3 separate regions of the Mus musculus genome follow, and all the other regions are linked to region 1. A link is a contact called in public promoter capture Hi-C data. All regions are on one chromosome and are shown on one strand. The core of a region is the stretch at or near the end of the contact, and the rest is flanking DNA. Distances in the headings are between cores, read along the strand shown. Region 1 holds the start of Setx (senataxin). Region 2 holds the start of Gpr107 (G protein-coupled receptor 107). Region 3 holds the start of Slc2a6 (solute carrier family 2 (facilitated glucose transporter), member 6).

The links. Promoter capture Hi-C pulls out the DNA fragments that hold promoters and counts their contacts.
Region 2: a contact with region 1 is called in a promoter capture Hi-C map of pre-B cells, with 2.3 times the contacts expected there. The contact joins the promoter of Gpr107 here to the promoter of Setx in region 1. A contact is called at or near these places in 3 of 39 promoter capture datasets (liver and pre-B cells).
Region 3: a contact with region 1 is called in a promoter capture Hi-C map of pre-B cells, with 2.4 times the contacts expected there. The contact joins the promoter of Slc2a6 here to the promoter of Setx in region 1. A contact is called at or near these places in 2 of 39 promoter capture datasets (liver and pre-B cells).

Annotation. Positions count from the first base shown.
Region 1 is chr2:29,123,696-29,126,395 of GRCm38.p6, reverse strand. Setx (senataxin) reads right to left here and starts at 1,404. Exons shown (of 26, transcript NM_198033.2): 1 at 847-1,404; 2 at 433-544.
Region 2 is chr2:31,150,917-31,153,616 of GRCm38.p6, reverse strand. It overlaps Gpr107 (G protein-coupled receptor 107), which reads right to left and starts at 1,301. Exons shown (of 18, transcript NM_178760.4): 1 at 1,136-1,301. The coding sequence starts at 1,258. D330023K18Rik (RIKEN cDNA D330023K18 gene) reads left to right here and starts at 1,326. Exons shown (of 2, transcript NR_040334.1): 1 at 1,326-1,635; 2 at 2,367-2,568.
Region 3 is chr2:27,026,744-27,029,443 of GRCm38.p6, reverse strand. Slc2a6 (solute carrier family 2 (facilitated glucose transporter), member 6) reads left to right here and starts at 1,446. Exons shown (of 10, transcript NM_172659.2): 1 at 1,446-1,627; 2 at 2,141-2,303. The coding sequence starts at 1,539.

The DNA.
Region 1 (2,700 bases), core at 155-2,654:
TAAAAAGTAAATTATTAAAAAAATAAATATTTCACTAAGTGCTCCATTGAGAGTGCTGACACCAACTCCATCTCTAGAGCAGTAACCTCAGGATCACCTTGTCCCTCTCCTCTGCTGCATCTGAGTCTAGCACTCCTCCTTTCTTGAGTCTTCCTATTCTTTCATCATTTGCCCGAATTACTAAGTCTAATCTCTCTGCCTCACCTGACCTACCTCCAAAAATTCCTAACAAAATGCTGCCAGAGGTTACTGCACACATTAGACTTATTTTAAAAAAAAAATTAAAGATTTGTTTTATTTATATGAGTACAGTGTAGCTATCTTCAGACACACCAGAAGAGGGCATGTCAAGGTATGGATCTATGCCACATTTTTAACTCTAGTACTTATCAAATAACTAAAAAAGAAGTTATTGTTTAATAAGACAATTACCTTGACCAAGGTCCTACAGAGAAGTGATGCTCTTTGTGATTGCTGGGCTTATCTGTGAGATGTGGCTCTGCATTCAGACAGATTCACACTTTGGCCCCCAAAAAGAACATTTCTGAAATTAAAATAAAAACTGATAAAATGTCCCTTACATTATGCATCTCACCTGGGCCTTGTGTCATCTAATGAGTTACCTAGGTCAGGTTAGATCCACACACTACTGGGGGGAACGGCTTAACACTGATCCCCCCCCCCAACTTCCCTAGGGACTGTTCTCCTCCAGGGGCCAAATAGGCACTTGATCACATCCGCTGTGGGCGTACGGGAGGCTGTCCACACCGCAACGCCTGGTACGGCGGGGAGGGCGTCCGGGTGCCCATGCGGAAGCGACGCCAGGACAGAGGGTCGGATCCTTACCCGGGAGGCCTCCCTCGCCCCGAAGCTAAGGGTCCTCGCTGTACATCGTTGCCCAGGGCCGGCGGTGCTGATGCCAGAACAGCAGAGATCCGGGGGCGGGCCTCGCTTGCAGGAAACACCAAGCGCTGCCCGCCCTTGGTAGCAGCGGCAAGCCGCCGCTCTCACCAAACGCAGCTCTCCAGAAGGGTCACAGCAGGCGCCCGCTCCCGCAGGCCGCGCGCAAGTTCCCAACGGCAGTAAGCCGCGCGCCCCTCACCGCGCACGCGCTCTCCTCTCCTGCTCGTTCGCCCGCTCGCGGCTTGTCCGCGGCGCGTCTCACCCCGGCTAGGCCCGGCTGCAGCGCGCTAACCCACCTCCATGCCCCCCGCTAGAACAGCAGACGGAAGGGCAAGGCGACGCCCAACGCCCAACCCGCCGCTGCCGCGAGAGCGGACCCCGCCCTCAGCCCGCCCCCGCCAGAGCCGGCTTGTTGTGGTACACCAAGGGGGCGGACCATGGGGGCGGACGGGAGGTGGAAAGTGCAGCAGCGGGGAACAACCGGCCTGACCGCTGAGTGGCGTCACTTCCGGAACGAGGGGGGTAAGTCCGACCAATCAAGGACTCCCGTCCAAAGGAGCGGTAAATTAGCCGAGGAGCCTGTCCCCGCCCCTTTCCTCGTCCCGCCCCCTTTCTCACCCCGCCCCTTCCCCGACCCTCTTCGGGGAGATGCTTACCTGCTGGTTCCCTTTGGGCTCTTCCGCTCCCCAACGTCCGCGACGTCTGTCACGTTTCCGTCCGAAACCTAAACAATAAAATGTGTGCGTGATTCTGCAAGGGCGCCCCAAGTCGAGGGCTCTGCCCGTTTCCGACCCAGAACAGGCTCCGATAATGGAACACAGTCATGTCAGATTTCCCAAAGGACAGTTGGGTGGCCCAAAACCTCTCCTCCTCAAAAACGGAATTTAGGAAAAAAACAAATCACTTTACAAGCCCGGCAGCCTGTGGTCCCTGTACTCAGAAGGCTTAAAGCCAGCGCATCCAGGCCCAAAGGCCAGCCTCGTACAGAAAGCGATTTCGAGGCCTACATTACATTCACCAAAATTTTAAAATTAAAATAATTCTTTTTTTTAAAAAGGAAAGGGTGTGATGAGGTTTCAACTCCAGACCTGGAGGTCAGCGATTTGGAGGCCTAAATTAACCAAAAATTAAAAGTTAACATTCTTTCTTTTTCTTTTTTTTTTTTTCCTTTTTTTTTTTTTTTTAAAGGAAAGTGTGCAAGAAAGTAACTCAGGAGCACTCACCTGTCACACTGTAACACTGGGTTCCATTGCCAACGCCACAGAAAAGAACAAGGCTCTTAGAGGTGGCAGGTGGGTCAGAGACCTTCCTACCCTGGAGAACCTTAACGCAGAATGAGAAGCCAGCGCCTGAAGCACGAGGGTAAAGCTCTAAGGAACGTTCCAGAAAAGGGGGTGTGGTTTATAAGGCAGCAGATGACCGTTAGAGGGGCTTTAGCCAATCAGGAAGCGGCAGTTGAAGCTGACCGTTATTTTCTCCCCCCCCCCTTTTTTTTCATTTCGTCAAAGGTTTCTATCAAAATCAAAGTTGCAGAAAGTGGTTTCAAACTAGAAGCACTATATGTATGCATGGTTTTTAAAGTAACACATTTATGATAGTTTTTTTTTAAACAAGACTCTTGATAGCTAACTGAAATTTTCAGAAATGAGGGGAAATGATAGAAACTACCCGCAGTTCCTTGTCCCTGATGATACAGATCCTGGCAGAATTCGTAACCCAGATTTCAGACTTCAGCAATATACCATGCTTTATTCGTGAAAGGACATAAATGCTAAGTTACTCTTGAGTGTAAGAAAC
Region 2 (2,700 bases), core at 52-2,551, 2.0 Mb before region 1:
CTTTACTCAAGATCATTTGTTTGTTTGTTTTTCAAGACAGGGTTTCTCTGTATAGCCCCGACTGTCCTAGAACTCACTTTGTAGACCAGGCTGGCCTCGAACTCAGAAATCCGCCAGCCTCTGCCTCCCAAGTGCTGGGATTAAAGGCATGCGCCACTACCGCCCAGCTTCAAGATCATTTTAACAATCAAAAGCAGACAGCCCAAGTGTGCCTGTATGGATTTGGCCAGGTTTCAAATCTACAGTCTGTCTGGACCCTTTAAACGCTACATTCACAAGCCTTTATCCTTCACACCTAATGGAAAGTGTTTTTACAGACAGCTGTGTCCAGATCCGCAACTTCTTGGTACACTGACTATTAGGAAAATGTACAAGGCTTTGAGTCATAATGATGTCACTTTCTGTTCTCCAGGTATATTAACCGGCTGCCAATCCTGTGTAAGCCTTAGAGAACTTTCTACTGTGAGTTAGCTACCATAGCGGTTCTTGGTGGTCACTTCAGGCCTGTCATAAACATCTTCCTTAGGCAATGGCCATAGAGCGGGAATGAAAAAGGCCCACTACTTAGAAACACTTTGGATGCTGAGTTTAAATCCTCAGGCTTGTTCTTTCTTATTTTTTCTTCTTGAAACCAAGGCATGTATTTCAAGAGAGATTTGAATTCCTCTTGGGGATTCTGGCTTTGGTCAGTCAACCGAGCACCCTAAACCAAGCAAGGAAACAGGCTAAGATTCCGCACAACTTCAAAGCGCCAGATCAAGGAGCACAGAAGGGCGGAGATCGCGGACAAGAGAACTTGGAATTTAAGTTATGAAAGGGTGAATTAGGGAAGGTTGCCACCAACGTGGAATCCAGGGAAGCCAGCAGGAATCGCAGGAGTGGCCTCCCAGGTCTTTGGGTATTTAGGCCGCATCTGGGCCCCTTCCTCAGGACCTCAAACCTGCAGGGACCAGACTACCCGAGGAGGCCGCACGGCGTAGTCCATCCCTACGGGGCGGCGCAAACCCCCTGGCTCAGGGGCCGAACTTAGGAGATCCCGCTGGGCTGAAGTTGGCTCAGCCCGGGACAGCGGTCGCGCTCCCCCCACCCCCCCGTCGCCACTCCCTGATCCTGCCCCCAGCCTGCCAGGCCTTACTTTGAGCGCCAGGTGATGGACGCGGCCCAAGACGGGGTGGACCAGCAGCTCCAGCAACGCCAGCAGTCGTAGCAGCCGCAGGCAGAAGGAGCCGAAGCGGCCGAGGGGTACCGGGACGGCCATGTTTGTTCCAGCATCACCAGCTGCTTCCTCTCCCACCCACTTCCGGGTCAAAGTGCGTCGTCCCGGAGGTGCTCTGGAAGGGGGCGCGGCTGCCGCCTCCGAGGTCCTTGAGATCGTTTTACTGCAAAACGCAACTCTGGTCACGCAGGGACCTGAGCGGACCACCTCGGCACTCTTCAATTGGCCTCCCAGGACGGACTTCCGGCAAAGCCCCTGTGAGGACCCTGAAGCGTTTGCCATGACAACCATGGCGGGGCAAGTTCAAGCCGGGCCTCCTTTCTGCCTTGCCGGGCTTGGGGATTGAGGGGCCTGGACCAAAGTCTGGAACCCGCAATGTCCGCCACTGACCCTGGCGGATGATTGGACTGCCTTCGGTGGTAATAACTTAGAAATTGCTGGCCTGTCTTAGATTCCTTGACTTATTATCATCCTAGGCCCTTTACACAAACTTCAGCTTGAAATAGTTGCAGTAATAGGATTTATTGAGTCCATAGGAAGCCATCCACTAGGCTTTTTTTTTTTAAGTGGCATTTAATCTTTGGGACAATCTAATTATATAAGAGGTAGGTGTCAGGCTGTTCCTCTGTTCTACCTAAACTCTAAGAAATGGTCATTTTGGCCAGTCTGAGCTGGGGATCACATGCAGATTTTTAACTGATACGTCATTTTGTCTTGTGTGATTTCATGCCACCGCTGGAGTCTGAGCCTTAATGTTTTCTATTTTAGTCTCTTTGGAAACTTAGCTTCTAGTCCTTAACACTTAATGGAAGGACTTGGTTGTAGGTCCCTGGTACCAGGGCTTACAGGAAACACTCGTATTAAAATAGCTGATAACCAAGTTGGTTTAGTTCTTAGATTCTTGTTTTTAGCTGGACACACAAGTAACATATGCTTTTGTGTATGTGCATGTAATTATTTAAGCAAAATAGGACACAATAAAAACACAGGGAACTCTACTACCAGGCAGCTACCACTATGTAGGTGTGTGAACACCTATGACAGAATCAGATTCCTATAGCTTTTTAACTGGAACTAGTAACAGGATGTATTTTGAAGGTCTGGTTGGTTGCTTTTCTAAGTTTTTTATGTATGTGTGTGCCATGTATAGGTACCTGAGAGGACCAGAAGATGGTGTCAGATCCTCGGGAGCTGGAATTGCTGGCAGTTGTGTGTTGCCTGACATCATGAGTACTAGAAAGTTAACTCAGGTATCTATCTATAAGAGCAGTAAGTGCTCTTAACCACTGAGCAGTGTCTCTAACCCAACATGATAGATCTGTATATATAAATACATATAGATAGGAAATTAAGTTTGTTTTTATGTTGTTTGTGTGTTTATAAATGCCATGAGGTGTACCCATAGAGACCAGAAGGGGGCATCAGATCCCTGCAACTGAAGTTACCTTGGTTGTCAGCCATCCATTGTGCTTGCTGGGAACCCA
Region 3 (2,700 bases), core at 197-2,696, 2.1 Mb after region 1:
CAGAGGATAAAATTAAAGTGGGTGGCTACCTAGAAAGTTTGATGCCAGCTTGGAATACATCAGACCCTGTCTCAAATGACAAAGGAGTGGAAGGGGCCTGAAGAGATGGTTCAGCGGTTACAAGACCAGGTCCTATATGCTCTGGCTCCCATTACTATTTGGTGACTGACCGGCCTGTAACTCCAGCTCCTACAAGTCCATCATTTCAGCTTCAGGAGCACAGACTCACAGACAGACATAAAATTTAAAAATTATATATCTTAAGTTTTTCACATGTTTGGGTGTTTTGTCTGTACCACATAAAAGCTGATGCCAAAAGGCACCAATTGTCCTGGAAATGGAGGTAAGAGGAGGGTTGTGTGCCAACCCGTGGGGCTGGGAAATCAAACCTGAGTCCTTGCAAGAGCAGCCAGTGCTCTCAGGCTCCCAAAATTATGTATAACACACACACACACACACACACACACACACACACTCAGCTTGGATGTGAAGTGGAACACCACTCACTGAAAGTTCACCTCCCCACTAAGTAACAGACAGGCAAGGCAAACACAGGAAGGAAAGACGTCCAGCCAGGGTGGGTCGCAGCAGTTTTGTGGTCTCTACTGTCCTCTCTAGAAGTGTTTCTAAAGGGGAACTGAGACTTCTACAACACCCTTTACTGTTTTAATAGCCTGGTAACAAAGGGTCAGTTTATAAATGTGAACAGGAAGTAAGTCCACTCCTGTGACTGAAAAAGTCCAAAGACACAGATAGGCATCTTGATTGTGGCTTTTTCCACCTCCTAGAGAAGTTTCTGTTTCGTTTTTTTTGGTCATTTTATACCATTACTGGAATGATTTTGAACAGTGCAAGCTATTTGGACAACCAGGAAATCCCAGAGATCAGGAATGTAGCTCAGAGACAGATTGCTTGCTAGCAGAGAGAAGCCTTGGGGTTTGTCCACAGCTATGGGGTGAGACACCGCAGGGCACCTGCTGGAGTTACCCCTAATTGTTTCTGCTCCACCCTCCTCCTACTTACTGTACACACCCAAAGTAGTGATTCATTGGAGTCAACTAGGGTTAGGAGGCGAGAAGTGAAGTGGCAGGTGTAGAAGTGACATCTATGTGACGGGAGAGGGCACAGAACAGGGCCAAGCAAGGCAATAATAAAAAAATATATAATAATAACAATCCTCCGTGTGACCTTGGCAAGCTTACGACTCTCTGGGCTTCTCCTCCATAAAGCCAGACCCAGCCATGGAGCAGTCCACGCTCTTAGCCTGGCGAAAGGGTGCTCAGGCGGCCCTGCCCTAGAAGCGGGTTTCCCCGGCAGAATCCAGCGCCTCAAGGCGCACGCGATGGGACACGCCCGGGAGCCCGATCGCACCCTGCATCCGAGGCGTGCGGCTGTCTCATTGGACAGCACGGCTCTGCAGGGCCGCCCTGCAGCCAATCGCATCTGTAGGGCGGAGCTTCGCCTGCTGTGCTGAGGGCTCAGGCAGATGCTTTAGCTCTGCAGTGGAGTCCCGCTGTATCTGACCATCCGCGCTGGCCATGCAGGAACCCCTGCTAAGAACCGAGGGACTCGACTATGATACCTTCCCCGAGGTGCCCGCGACTCCTGGAGAGAGAGAACGAGCCGGGTGAGAGTCTCAGGGTGTGGGCATGGGAGGTTGGGATGGCCTTATCTCCAGCAGACGATACACATCTTGGGCCATTACTGACTTCTGGTGAGTGGCCACCAAGAGTCATCTGACTCTTTCTTACCGCATGCTCGCAAGTCCTATTTAAAGAACTGGACCACCATAAAGAAGAGAGCCTCCAAAGGAATACTGGGTGGGATCCCCACCTGCCACAGGGGGAGGACATGGGTCTTGCCTAAGATCACAGAACAAGCTTTGAGCATCACAACAGGAGGCAAAAACCACAATTTCTTTTCTGGAGAAAACGGGCACCAGCCCCAGCCGACAGCCTGGGGATTTCCCAGAGCTGCTGCTAAGGCCTGAAGACAACTTGACTGGCCCTGGACCCAGGCCTCTCCTGGTTATCTGCCGAGCTGGATGGTCATGGGCTCGGGGAAGGCAGCAGTCTGGGAACTCAGGGTCCATTTAAAGGACTTGTCCTTGGTCCTTTGGTTCTACCCCATCCCCCACCAGGGCCTTGAAAAACAGAAGGGTGTTCCTGGCTACCTTCGCCGCTGTGCTGGGCAATTTCAGCTTTGGGTATGCCTTGGTCTACACATCTCCAGTCATCCCTGAACTGAAGCTCTCTTCTGACCCAGCACTACACCTGGACAAAATCCAGGCATCCTGGTTTGGGGTGAGGCCTGTTCTCTAAATCAGATGGGGTAGTGGAGGGAGCATGGGCCCACTCAACCTGCTTACCACAGGGAACTAAAATCACCTAGCCTTGGAACCTCCCCTAGAGCACCGGTATCTCTCCCTAACACGCATTCCCGTCTGCTAGCGGTGATGGCAAGTGACATGAGGAAGTGACATCCTGCAGAGATGTGGGCCAGGGCTGAGGGGAAGATTTCCCAACCCCATACCCAAAGCCAGGCTGCCACAGCAGAGCTGACATCCTCCTGGGTGCCTGGAGGCAGTCACACCAGATGCTAGCGGGATGAGAGGTGCCATATGGACAAGGACAGAACGTGGCTAAACAGAGCCCAGGAGCCCAAGACTTTAACGTTAGAATGTCAGTAGACCCTGAGTTA